Linked DNA regions of Sus scrofa: region 2 is linked to region 1. Evidence: chromatin contacts called from public Hi-C data. All regions are on one chromosome and are shown on one strand. Each heading gives the region's core, a stretch centred on a gene start, on an enhancer-like site or on the middle of the called end of the contact. The rest is flanking DNA. Distances are from core to core; before and after follow the strand shown.

Evidence for each region. Hi-C and Micro-C count contacts between places; a contact is called where the count stands out from the background.
Region 2: a Hi-C map of liver shows a contact between it and region 1, with 1.7 times the contacts expected there. The contact joins two enhancer-like sites. A contact is called at or near these places in 2 of 47 Hi-C or Micro-C datasets (liver and skeletal muscle).

Annotation. Positions count from the first base shown.
Region 1 is chr3:14,079,725-14,086,034 of Sscrofa11.1, reverse strand. All of the region lies in intron 2 of AUTS2 (AUTS2, activator of transcription and developmental regulator), which reads right to left. Among named protein-coding and RNA genes, the nearest start is that of AUTS2, 520 kb to the right of the region's middle. Within about 2 kb of position 2,839, at least 15 of the 83 cell types and tissues checked have an H3K27ac peak or open chromatin away from gene starts, as enhancers often do. A contact at or near this core is called in liver, where this site is marked.
Region 2 is chr3:14,484,627-14,491,642 of Sscrofa11.1, reverse strand. All of the region lies in intron 5 of AUTS2 (AUTS2, activator of transcription and developmental regulator), which reads right to left. Among named protein-coding and RNA genes, the nearest start is that of GALNT17, 540 kb to the left of the region's middle. Within about 2 kb of position 4,437, at least 8 of the 83 cell types and tissues checked have an H3K27ac peak or open chromatin away from gene starts, as enhancers often do. A contact at or near this core is called in liver, where this site is marked.

The sequences.
Region 1 (6,310 bases), core at 1,590-4,089:
CAGGTTGATATGATTGCCTTCCTTTTGTTAAGCCACATTCGTCATTGCCTTTCTTTGGTTAGGCCACATTCATCTTTAAAATATACTGTCCCTTCACTCTGAAGATACAGAATGACGTCCAGAGAAGTCGACGACACTATGGCTGTAACATGTTAGAAGGAACAGAGAGGAATTTATGCAACATCCTTGCAAAATTATGCATGATTATAAAAATAACACATACGTTTTGTAGAAAATAAATCTACTTACGTTCTGACAATCTAAAGATCACCACTATAAGGAACAGGGTGCATTTTCTTCTACTTTTTGATTTATTCTTGTTCTTTCTCTTTTTCTGTATAAAATTCAAATAATTCTGTGTGTGCATGTATTTTAAATAAAATTCTAATAAATTAACATATTGTAAATATTTTTCTCTGTACTCTTGGAATATATCATTTAACCTCTGAAAAAATATTCCAAAATATAAAAATAACATAACCTGTGTATTGATTGGCATGATATAGGGTACTGAGATTGCATGACGTTTTTCTTCACATCCAATTTGCTATCTCAGGAAACTGTCCTAGACAAAGAATTAACAGATCAAAAGATGTTAACATTGTGTAGACTCTTAAAACATAAAAAGGCTTGTGTAAAAGCGACAGTTTCACTGTACTTTTTCCAGCAGTGACTAGTATCATTTCTACAAATATTGTCAATTTAATAAGTTTAAAAATGGCATCTCTTTGTTACTTTTAATTGCATTTCTTTACATATTACATGTACTACACTCTTAGATACTTAATTCCCATCTTTGGAGTTCCTGTTGTGGTGCAGCGGAAACGAATCCAACTAGTATCCGTGAAAATGCGGGTTTGATCCCCGGTCTTGCTCAGTGTGTTGGGGATCCTGCATTGCCATGAGCTGTGGTATAGGTTGCAGGTGTGGCTCAACTCCTGCATTCCTGTGGTTGTGGTGTAGGCGGCACCTCTGATTTGACCCCTAGCCTGTGAATTTCCATATGCTGCGAGTGTGGCCCTAAAAAACAATTAATAATAATAATAATTATTATTATATATTATTATAAATATATTATTATCATTATTATCCTCATTCCAAAGAAGACTCTCAGGGAAATAAGAAAGTGAGTTTCAAAAAGTTTAAGAAAAAATAAAAGAGACTTTGAGATTCTTAAAATTATCCCCTGGGTTAAGATCTGGAAAGTAAGGTTTTTAAATGAAACTTGAGAAATAGTTGGTAAGGGTGATTATTATACACAGACAAAAGACATCCAGTTTTTATTTCCTCCATCAAAGATAACCTCAAATATTTGTCTTCCCTTGAGAGAAATGAAAATCAAAACTCTTTTTACTGGGTAGAGAGAAAGGACTATTTATCTCCAAAATAAAACAGCATATGCTTTAAAATTATCTCTTTTTAAAATAACTTAATAAGTTAAAATTTCATAATTTATGATCAATCACTTGAGAAACTAGTCAAAAGTAACTTCAATTGCCTTATAAGTATGTGCTTCTGAAGTAAAAATTGCAACACATCCTACAAGTGATTCTGAACCATGATTTTACAAAATCACTTTGAAATTACGGCAAAATTATCTACATTTATTTTTTATTATTATGGCACCAACTATTCCTGCAGAATGCAAAGATCTGTCAGCAACATCACTGAAGCAATCAACTGAGCTTATAAGACTTAATTCTTTTTTAGTCAAAATATAATTCAGAAAAGGATCTGGCCAACAAAGTTTTTAGCCAAGACAACATTTTTTGCCTTGAGTTTTGCTAGACAAAAGATAGATGAGACCTTGCTTTCAGTTCATTTAATGTACTGGTTTGGCTGTTTAATTTTCTTTTTATCATGGGGGAGGCAAAGAAATAAAAAGTGAAATGCAATAATACATCACCAAAATGTGTCTGGTTGGTGTTGATAGGAAAGTCGGATGAAGGTGATGAGACAGTATAAGTTCCTCAAAGTTATTTGCTCAGGTGCTATATTAGGGCGCTGTTCACACACAAACATAAAGAGATGCCCAGGCATATACTTCAAATCTTTGTTCACTTTGCCATTCATTCATTTTCAATCATTTGTCTATTCATTCATTCACTCACTTATTCAATAATTAGTAAGTACCTACCATTGCTCTGGGCTTTAAGTATGAATAGAACAGACCCTAAGTTAAATCTTGGAGGAGAAAGAAATGTAACCCACTGATAAAGTAATATTTTCTACCTGAGGAGACAGGAACAGAGGATGAAGCAACTCACGATATTACCAGCTCAAGTTCACATGGTTTTGAAAGTCATATGGAGCTGTAAGGTTAGAATTGCTAGCTCTAAGGCAAAATTTCAAGAGGGGACATACATCCCCCAGGTTAAGACTCTTGAAAGAGTTTCACCATGCATTTTGGAGGTGTGACTTCCATCCGGATCAATCAAATATCACATTTACCCTTGGGTCTATATGACCAAATTACCCCTAAATTACAATCCTGAGTAAACACAATGACCCATGCACCAAACAGTTCCCCCTTGGAAGGCATTTGAATGAAGGAAATCTAGGCCTTGGCTCCCAGCAATGATAAACTCTCCAGCAAAGAGAAAATAGTATCAGTAGAGCGGTGTGCAGACAAGATAAACTACTTTCTTTTGTTCCAAGGCCTAAAAGCAGCCATTGTATACTATCTGCTGGCTGGATTTGTGTTGCTTCCATTGCTGTGTTAAAGGAGCTATTTCTGGAGCTGACCTCTGTATAAAAGCTGGGGTGAGCTGAGCTTTTCTGCCTATTAGAGTGAGCAGTAGAGCAAAGGGTAAACCTCTCTGAGTGGATGGGTCAGAGTACACAGACACTGATTCAGGTTTAGCTGACAGCGCCAGGGAAGGCATTTCTAATCTCCCCAGTTAGTACTAAATCAGCATGGTGTACACGAGCCCTTGACAGAGGACAGACAAATGGGACTCACTAAAAGGATAAAGAGCGGCCTGGTGAAGCACAGACGCTGAATACGATCCAAAGCTTTCATTTCTTAAGCTAAAAATGCTTTGCCGAAGCCACATCCATTCAGGACAAGTCTTGGCTCTTGGCTCTTCTGTAGTAAAATGACGCCTTCTAGTCTGATCCTGAGAAAACAGACGATGCCCATTCCAAGAATTTAGAACGCAGTAATTAAAAGGCATATTCTTGCCTCCCCCTCTATTTGCTGTTGCCTGGAGAAGAGAAAAGTCAAAGAAAAATTAGGCGGCTGCCACCCGAACCATTGTCGTTACCCAAGGCAGGGTAATTCATGGTTTGATTTTCTGCAGGCCCTCCTGACCATCCATCATGTCAAGCCACAGAACAGAAGAAATGCGACCAAGCAGGAACGTGAGCTCTTTTCTGAACCGTTCTCTTCAAGTTTACAAACACATCCAAAGAAGGGAAGGGAGGGCAGGCACACAACAACTCAAAGGGACACTGCCAAAGGGGTGCTGTTCGATAGCTGAGACTTTCCTAATCTCAGAGCACTTTTTGTTTGTACTGTCCTCATACTCTACAGAGTGTTATCTAAGAGTGTTCTCCACGAGATGCGAGGATCCCTGGTTTGCCCATGAGGAGACTGAGGCTAAGAGGCCCTAACTGACATGCCCAGGATTCACACAGCCAGAAAGTAGGAAAGCTGAGATCCTAACCTGGCTCAGGGTTAAGACTCCAGAACCTGGCTATTAATCACTCTGCTCTACAAACACAACCTCCTGTTAAGTGTGTAAATGGAATTTTTATATATAAAATCCCATCTAAATCCAGCAGAATAACTTGCTATTTTAAAGACACCTAGGGTGAACCATTTTGAAGGGGGGAGAAAAAAAAAACTCTGCAGCCAGGAAAAACATCCATCCCTTGGTTTGTTTACCTTGTAAATCCAAATGGTGGGTGACGGCATCTGCTGAAAACGAGGCGGATCTGCAAATGCCAAATGTGGTGTGCCTGCCAGTGTCCATCAAGCTGCAGGGGTGATGGGGGAAGGGGGAGAAGCCTTTACCTGTGCGGACGCTCACACACAAACAAGATGCAAAGTGCTCACTTTGTAGCTTACAACTCATACAAAGGATTCTTGGCTTCACATGGGAAGCAAGGAATCACAGATCTCCTTATCAGAGGGAAACCAAGAGTCTCCTACCCTCAGAAAAAGAAGATATGATCCCCACAGATGACCTAATAAGAAAGACTGAAAAGGTTGTCCTGGAAAGTAATATTGGCAGGAAGGGTTTAGGCCTGAGTCTTCCACCTCCCAGTACACAAGCCAGTTCCTCTTCAAACTCTACCTGCGGGGACTTCAACACCTGGCCTCGTATCCTAAAACAGCAGAGCAACTTATCACTTACAATAACACTGACGGGCAAGTCCAAACTGTATTAAATATGACAATGACCAGCTATTTCACAGATTCCAAGAGCTTAGGAACTTGTTTAAAATGAGAGATGGGCCCCAATTTAGACCTGTCAAAATGGCATAAATATCACTGTCGAATGATCAAACCACCTTAGGAAAAAAAAATTGGAACTTGTTAAAAAAAAAAAAAAAAAAAACCAATGTGTATTGTGTATCGGGATAAATATGTCTTATTGCTATAGAAAGTACATAAAGTAACTGAATTTACAGAATGTTTTCAGAAAAAAAATATTTCAAATGAAAAGTAAAAACATTTTCTCTCTATAAAAGGAAATATAGTGAGAGAAATGAGGAAATAAATAACTCTTGAATTCTACCCACAGGCAGGTCCCAAGTACACAAAATAAATGGCTAATCCATTAGGAAGTTTCTTTTGTCAAACCATGATATTAAAGCATTAAGTATTCTATGTCCATATAGTACTTAGCAGAATATTACCTTAAGTATGTTTTATTTATGTTATAGTAATATCTTTTCAAACTGCTATTATTACAAAATACTACCCATAGTCCAGGGATAACACATTTTTTTTTTTTTTGCAAATATAATGACCTATTTGCTTTACTTATTGGGTCATATAATACCCCATTCTTGATCTCCATCTTTAACAGGAAGCTTTGATTAACTTAATATTTTAATACATCTTACATGTGTTACTCCCTTCTCAAGAAAATTAAAATACTAACCTGTTTAAAATCAGAGGGAGAAAATGCCAGAATTAGGAATGAGGTTGTTTTGCTTTGGGGTTGGAGAACTATCTTTTATGAAATATGCACCTTCCACATATGTCAAGCACTCTGCAAGGTTCTTAACAGCTAAGATTTCATTTGAACACCACACCAGTACCCCAAATCAACGTCTTCCTCCTACACATAAGCACGATTCTATTATTTCCAATATCAAACTCCTCTCAGTACTGAGCCAGAATGAACTCTCGAGAGGTCACCTAGATTGACCATCTGCCTGTAATCAAGTGTTAGATCCAGATAAAAATTTTTAAGAGAACCTAAAGATCCATCTAACTCATTTTACAGATGATAAAAGTGAGGTATCGAGATGCCAAAGGGCAGGTATAGAGTCCCAAGATTTGTTCACAGAAGTTAGAGAGATGGAAATTCCAGGTTCCTATCGCTCAAGCTCTGCTCTCTTCACTAGATCAGAGGGCCCCCTGGATGCAAGGAGGAGGGAACACCTGCCTTAGGAGACTGGGGAATGCAGCAGAGTGAGCAAAGAAGAGGGAGGAAGGTAAGGCTTGGGGTGGTATGGCTTGAGCCCCCCTGATACCTTCTGGGAGATTACAGAATCTATATGTCCTGATGGCCTGGCAAAGTTCACAAAGATCAGAGTTTATAGTCAGAGAGGTTTCAGCAAATCTTTCCTGTGCTGCTTCTTGAACTCCTCTTTTTTCACATCTATAAAATAATATCACACTTCCTAGGGCTGAGATTACATGTGCTATTTTTGTAGAATACACATTACAAAGTAAGTGGTCAATAAACAGTAACTAGTAGGACAATCTGTCCCCTCTCTTTTGCAGCGAAAGCCACCACTTCCCACCACCTTAATCCCCAATGCCTTTACAGCAGCAGTTCTCACTTAAAACTGATTGCTGGGTCCCACTCACAGACTTGCTTAGGGTGGAGTCTGAGAAAGTGCATTCTAACAAGTTCCCAAGTGAAGCTGATGCTGCCATCCTTTTGCTTTGATAGTTTTCTCCTCTATGTTCAAAATCTCTCCTCTTTGGGAAGCATAGCTTCCTGCCCACTTAATTTCCCTTATATAACGTTCTTCTTTCCATCTAGCAATTCTCTGCCTAAGTAAAATTTCAGACTGTTTGCTCAAATGCAAGAAAGGAAGCACAGCAAAAGGAACTTGCACAAAA
Region 2 (7,016 bases), core at 3,188-5,687, 400 kb before region 1:
GATCTCTGAAACGAACGGAATCCCTTTTCTTCTCTCCAGCCCACAACTGCCTACTCTGATTCTCCATCCTCTCTCACTGGACAGTAGTGAGTCTCGAAACTCCGGCATCTGCTCTGCCTCCCACAGTCCATCTTCTACTCAGCAGCCAGAGTCAGCTCGTTAAAGGGCAAATGGGATCACATCTGTCCCAGCTTTAAATGCAACTATAACTTTCAATTGGTCTTTTTAATACTGTAACAGTGCACATGTGCATGCACACACACACACACACACCTGTTACATAATGTCTTTGTGTCCCACTCATTTTTATTTTTATTTTTAAAATACTATTATTATTATTATTATTATTTTTTGCTTTTTAGGACTGCACCTATGGCATATGGAAGTTCCCAGGCTAGGGGTCGAATCAGAGCTACAGCTTGTCAGTCTACACCACAACCAAAGTGACTCGGGATCCAAGCTGTGTCTGCGACCTACACCATAGCACATGGCAAGGCTGGATCCTTAACCCACAAGGCGAGACCGGGATCGAACCCACATCCTCATGGATCCTAGTCGGGTTTGTTAAGGCTGAGTCATGAAGGGAACTCCCCCACTCATTTTAAAAATCAGTACATCTAGAGTTCCCGTCGTGGCGCAGTGGTTAACGAATCCAACTAGGAACCATGAGGTTGCGGGTTCAGTCCCTGCCCTTGCTCAGTGGGTTAAGGATCCGGCGTTGCTGTGAGCTGTAGTGTAGGTTGCAGATGCGGCTCGGATCCTGCGTTGCTGTGGCTCTGGTGTAGGCCGGTGGCTACAGCTCCGATTCGACCCCTAGCCTGGGAACCTCCATATGCCATGGGCGTGGCCCAAGAAATAGCAAAAAGACAAGACAAAAAAAAAATCAGTACATCTTATTTAATAGATATTTACATATTCTTCAGGTGTGAATGGAAATTATACATTTTCTTCATATGCGCACGGACAGCTGAAAAATTAATCATGTCCTTGACCATCAAGAAAATCTTAACCAACACAGAAGAGCAGTGATTTTAAAGGCTGCATTAAGGGAGGGAACATGTCCCTTTTGTTTTCGCTGTGCCCCAAAGCCCACTTTACTACCTAGCACACAGTAGGTTTTCATCAGCTATGCCAAAGGCAAGAATGAGTGAGTGCATAATTGACAGATGTGACTAGTCAAGGTGCTTGTCACACAGAAGCACTGAATTTCACTATTCCAATGTTCTGAGCCTTTAAAGATTGATAGGCAAGACCAGAAGTACTATATAATTGAGTTTATCATCTAATATTAATCACTAGGCACCAAAAAGGTCTTCCTCCCTGGGACACAACTGTTTCTCCCATAGCAGCTGGTGCCCTGCTTTACGCAGGAGTGCTTCCTCTTGCTCAACATGAAGGACCTCTGGTTCAGGTGAATATCCTTTTGAGGAACCTTATTTTTCTAGACAAGATGTGTTTCATTACTGGTTAAGAGTCTAACGCTATTACCATCAACCATGCAGTCAACCTCGTGGGTGTTCTCCACTCCCTTCCAGGTATTGAAGACATGATGAGAACACCGCCTGCTCCATCCACCTCCTAGCTCCTGCCCAAGACCTCAGCCTCAGTGCTGCCCTGATCTCTGTCTCGTCTTCAGGCTTTGCCCCACTCCAGTGTGTCTCCTCCTGCCTCCCCGCCCGCTGCACTGAGGTGTGCAGACAGCTGTGGCTCGCCTCCCTTGGGCTGAACGACACACCTGTTCAGGCCCCCTCTAAGCTTTGCGCCTCTGGGCACCATCCTGGTGGCAATCCTGATTACGTCCCTGGCTTACGGCAACACCTACTAGACTGCTCCAGAATGTGGGGGCTGCATGTGCTCTTTATACGGGACCTCTATCCCCCCAGTATCTCTCTTGACATGGCAGAGTCCCCTGGGATTTCCCAGCAAATGACCACCAATTATCATCAGCCCAGTGACTCGCCAAGTGATAAAGTCCCTAGGAAGCAAAGAAGAAAATATTCAAAGAGGTTCACCTCTCCCGACTTGTCCCCAGCTCCTTCCAGCCAATGTGAAGGAATTTAATGCACCCTGTTGCCCATCGCAGGCTTTCTGCACTTGCAGCCTGATCTCTCAGTGGGAAACGAGAGGTTTTGTCCCCTAGTGACAGGCTGTCAGCAGCCTGGAGAGGTACCCTGGGGATACAGTCCTTCTGATGCCCCCAAATCACATCACTACAAATGTCAGGGAACAGCAGAGTCCGATGGTCAGCTTTCTTGTCAGCAGGCGGAGGCAAAAGAACAATCCCTGTGGCGAAGTCCTCCTGCTGTTTTTTCCTCTCAAAGCCCAAGAGCCAAATTGGGGTTGGGGACAAGAAAGTGGCTAAAGAAAGCCTCATTCAGTCTCTGAAAGTTGGTAGAAAGAGGCTGGATGGTGGTTCCTTCTTGATTTTTTTCTTTTCCTATCTTTTTTTTTTTTTTTTAAATGGGAAGCCAAAGAAGCTAAGAATGCCAGAAATGAAAAGGAAGATGCCAGATGGAGGGAGGCAGAGCAGGTAAGAGTGATAATGAAGACCGCACGACGCCCAATGAAATGGGGGAAGGGGAGCTTACCCTGTACTGGGAAACAGCCTACAGGCCACAAGAAATTTCAGGGCAGCCTAAACAAAAATCCTTCCCCTTCGCCTTAGAGATCCCAAAAGTACATTAACCGGCCTCTACTATGGTCTGGCCAACCTCATATGCCACTTACCCAAAGTTCACTCCTGTCCCCCCAAACTGGGCTGGCGACCATTCCTCCTACATCGAGTATGTCTCCCCGGTGCCTTCCAAAATCAGCTCATCCTTTTTTCTTTCTTTCTTTTTTTTTTTTTTTTTTTTTTTTTGCTTTTATTAGGGCTCCACCCAAGGCATATGGAACTTCCCAGGCTAGGGGTTGAATCGGAACTGTAGCTGCTGGCCTACACCACAGCCATAGCAACCTACGATCTGAGCCACGTCTGTGACCTATACCACAGCTCATGGCAACGCCTGATCCTTAACCCACGGAGTGAGGCCAGGGATCGAACACACATCCGCATAGATACCAGTCATATTTCTGCTGCGTCTTGATGGGAACTCCAAAAACATCAGCTCATCCTTTAACCGCCCTCCAGGAGCCGTCAGCACTGCCTCTCACCCGCTTTCTTGGGATCACGCTGGCAATGACAATACTGGGTAATGCAAGCCTCTAGCAGGCTAACCGGTAATTGTGAGACACTGGGCAAGTTACCTAAACTTTCTGCGCCCAGTGGCCTTTCAGATGGGGATGGAAAAAATGATGCCTCCTGCACTGCGTCATGGTAGAGATGAATGGAGTTGGTCTATGCAGAGTGCATACAGTGGCGGCCCAACAAATGCCAGCCTTCATACGGTTTGTCACACAGGGTGGCACCTGCTCAGATGTTGTTCCGAACGACTCTGTAGTGGCCTCACCAATACCTCTTCGACCAGACCAGAAGTTCCTAGAGGATAGATGCTATGCCTAAAACCTGCTGGAAATGCCTCAGAGCGATATACATGATGGGGATTCAAAGAGCCCCAGAAGAGCAACATCCGTGGGTATCTACTGTGTCTCAAGATTTGCAATAGATGCTGAAGAACCAGGATGGAGGAGCTTTGAGGAGCTCACCTTGGGGAGGGGGCTATGCGAGGAGGCACATCTTTTCTAAACTAAGAGCATCCCCCACCCCATTTTTTTCTTGGGACTGCCTCTAAATCCTTCGGGAAGAGGCTGGTGGCAAGCTTGCATTGGTATGAGCAGAGCCACAATTTGTTGAACATTTTGCTTTGATTAAAAATTAATAGCTGCTTTTGACCCATATGGATTAATTCCACTCTCTCTAAGTATCTCCTTAATTGACAAAATACCATTAGGTGAAAGAACCAATTAAACCAGCACATGACTCCCTCCCTCCTTCTGCCAGCCTTCATCCTCCTTCCTCCCTCTCCGTGTTGTCCTGCCTGAGTGTTTTAATAGACCATTTCCATCCCAGCACAGTGAGACGAATTCCTCAGTAAACACACAAGAACAAAGGTGGGAGGTGTGCTGGGTGCAGAGGCGAGGCCATGCTGAACCCACCAACAAGCGGAGGAGGAAGGCCTGCGGAAGGGAGGAAAAGACAAGCGATCCACTTCCATGGCCTGAAGAGACTGACAAGTGCAGCTCCTGTCAATTAACCGGCACTCCCAAGCTCATCAGCCATCCGAGGCTGCTCAATGCGCAGCTTTGTCTTAGTTTGGCACAACTCCCTGCTAAACTCCCCGGAAAGTGCTGACAAGGTTACTCTAATAACTGGCTGGACAAAGTCCACCCACTGTGCATTGCAACACGTGCTCTGCGGCCCTGGCAAAGGGGCACGAATCGCCCTGTCAGGCTGCAGGAAGAGGTCAGCGGGAGGAAGAAGGGTAACAAAGTGCTAGGACCAGGCCCCAGGGGTAAAGACTGTGCCCTCTGCTGGGGTTTGCGAAAGCTTCTAGGTCTTACTGAGTGAGTGTTTCTCGCCTCTTTCTTCCTAAGCCTCTGCCAAGGTGGGTGAATGGGAACACTGTGTCTTTATTGGGGCTGGAGAGCTTTAAGAAACCTCCACTGGGGATGGATCCAAAGGACTCACTGCCCTGAAACAGGAGATGCTTTTATGCCTAAACCCTTCTTTCATCCGGAGAACTACAGACAAACAGCTTTCCAGGGGAGTGTCTGAAAGGAACCAAACTGGTCACTTCCAACGTCGCGAGTAGGCAGCTAGGGACCAAAGTGACTGAGGACAGATTCTGTTTTCCTCAGCTCTGTTTTCTTCAGTTTTTTACAATGGCACAGCCCAACACGGGATCCAGGTCTGTGCCTTCTCGTAGTTGTACACTGAGACAGCAATGGGACACAGGGAGCTGCATTTTAAAAAAATCTGGAAGGGTCTTCGGAAATCACCTACTCAGTAATATGTATCAGAAAAATTTCAAACACAGAAAAGCGGAAAGAACTTTACAGCGAACACCCCCCACATACCCGACACCGGTGTCCTTCTACTTAACATTTGATTAAATTTGCTTTATCATGTACCTATCCCACCTGGCCAGCCTAATAGTTACCTATCATTCCAACTTCCTTTAATTGCTTTAAAAAATGTTTTTTTTTCCTTTTTTCATGAAAATATTTACAGTGTTGTGCCAATTTCTACTGTATAGCAAAGTGACCCAGTCATACATATATATACATTCCTTTTGCTGTATTATCTTCCACCATGGTCTATCCCAAGAGACTGAATACAGTTCCCTGTGCTCTACAGCAGGATCTTCTCATTGCTTATCTGTTCTAAATGGAATAGTTTGCATCTACTAACCCCAAACTCCCGGTCCATCCTACCCGCTCCCCTCTCCCCCTTGGCTATCACATGATCCAGCAATTCCACTCCCGGGCATATATCCCAACAAAACTACAATTCAAAAAGATACATGCACCTGTATTTATTTATTCACTTTTTTGTCTTTTGTCTTTTCAGGGCCGCACCCGAGGCATATGGAGGTTCCCAGGCTAGGCGTCTAATCGGAGCTGTTGCTGCCGGCCTACACCACAGCCACAGCAACGCCAGATCCAAACTGCGTCTATGACCTACACCACAGCTCACGGCAATGCCAGATCCTTAACCCACTGATCGAGGTCAGGGATCGAACCCACAACCTCACGGTTCCTAGTTGGATTTGTTTCCACTGTGCCACGACGGGAACTCCATGCACCTGTATTTTCACAGCAGCACTATAGTCAAGACATGGAAACAGCCTAAATGTCTATTGACAAATAAATGGATTAAGAAGATGTGGTACATAAAAAATGTATTTTTATTTTATTATTATTATTTTTATAGCCACACCTGTGGCACATGGAAGTTCCTGGGACTTCCATAGAAATCGGGACTGCAGCCGAGGCCTACCACAGCAATACCGGATTCAAATGGCATCTTTGACCTACAGCGCAGCAATACTGGATGCTTAATACTCTGAGCGAGGTCAGGGATCGAACCCACATCCTTACAGAGACAATGTCGGGTCCTTAACCAGCTGAGCCACAACACAAACTCCTAAAAAAAAAAACCCAATTTTTAAAAAGCTACCTGAAGAACACTTTTTTCTAAGTCAAGTCTTTGGAGAAAGGCAAATCTATGAAACGGACAGAAGTCAAGCTACTCCAGTTGAAGCAGGTCAGGCCCCTGATGTCCTAACAACCCACGCTCACCTCCACCCGCCCCCGGACGCCAGGGAGGACTGTGTGACATTACAGACAACGCCTCACCTGGCAAATGAGCCACTGGGACCCAGGAAGGGTGCCACCCCAAGGCCCACATCCTCATCATGTGTTCTTGGGTAAGTGATCGTATTACCTTGCATTTTTTTTGGTTGTAAAGAGATTACACAAAACGAAGTAAAACCAGCAGCAAGTTCCTGGCGCGTGGTAAGTAATGCTCTATAAACGACAGCTGTTCCTTTGCTCATTATTAGCATCATCCGCGTTATCATTACCGACAGTGCCTGGGAGAGGATGAAGTGCAGGCTGGGAGAGGATGTGCAGGTGAGAGGAAACGGTGGGAAGCCTGTTGGGGGCGGGGTGGACACTCAGATCCCACCGCTGGGCCCACAGTCGGCCTGGAATCACTCAGGCAGGCTCACAGTGGTACGTACCTGAGAAGAATCCCTGTGTCTTGCCCCTCTCAAGGAGGTGGTTTCAAGCTTTGAAGGGAGAGTAAGTACAAACATTTTGGGTGCTAATTTCTGCAGCAATTCAAGGTGTTCCTACTGCTATTATTAGAGGCATTGTTCCAGAAGCCGAGGAGTTATACAACCGCCGTGCCCCTCGGGAACAAGACCTTCCTCTTTCTGTCTTTAAGCCACATAGACCGTTCAGGGTGACTTTTCTGATCTTCATCTGCTGCTTCCTCCATGGAAAACCTCACCGTCCCATTTCTCCGCCCCATCGCATCAAACCAAACCCAAACTCTGAGCTAATCCAGCAGG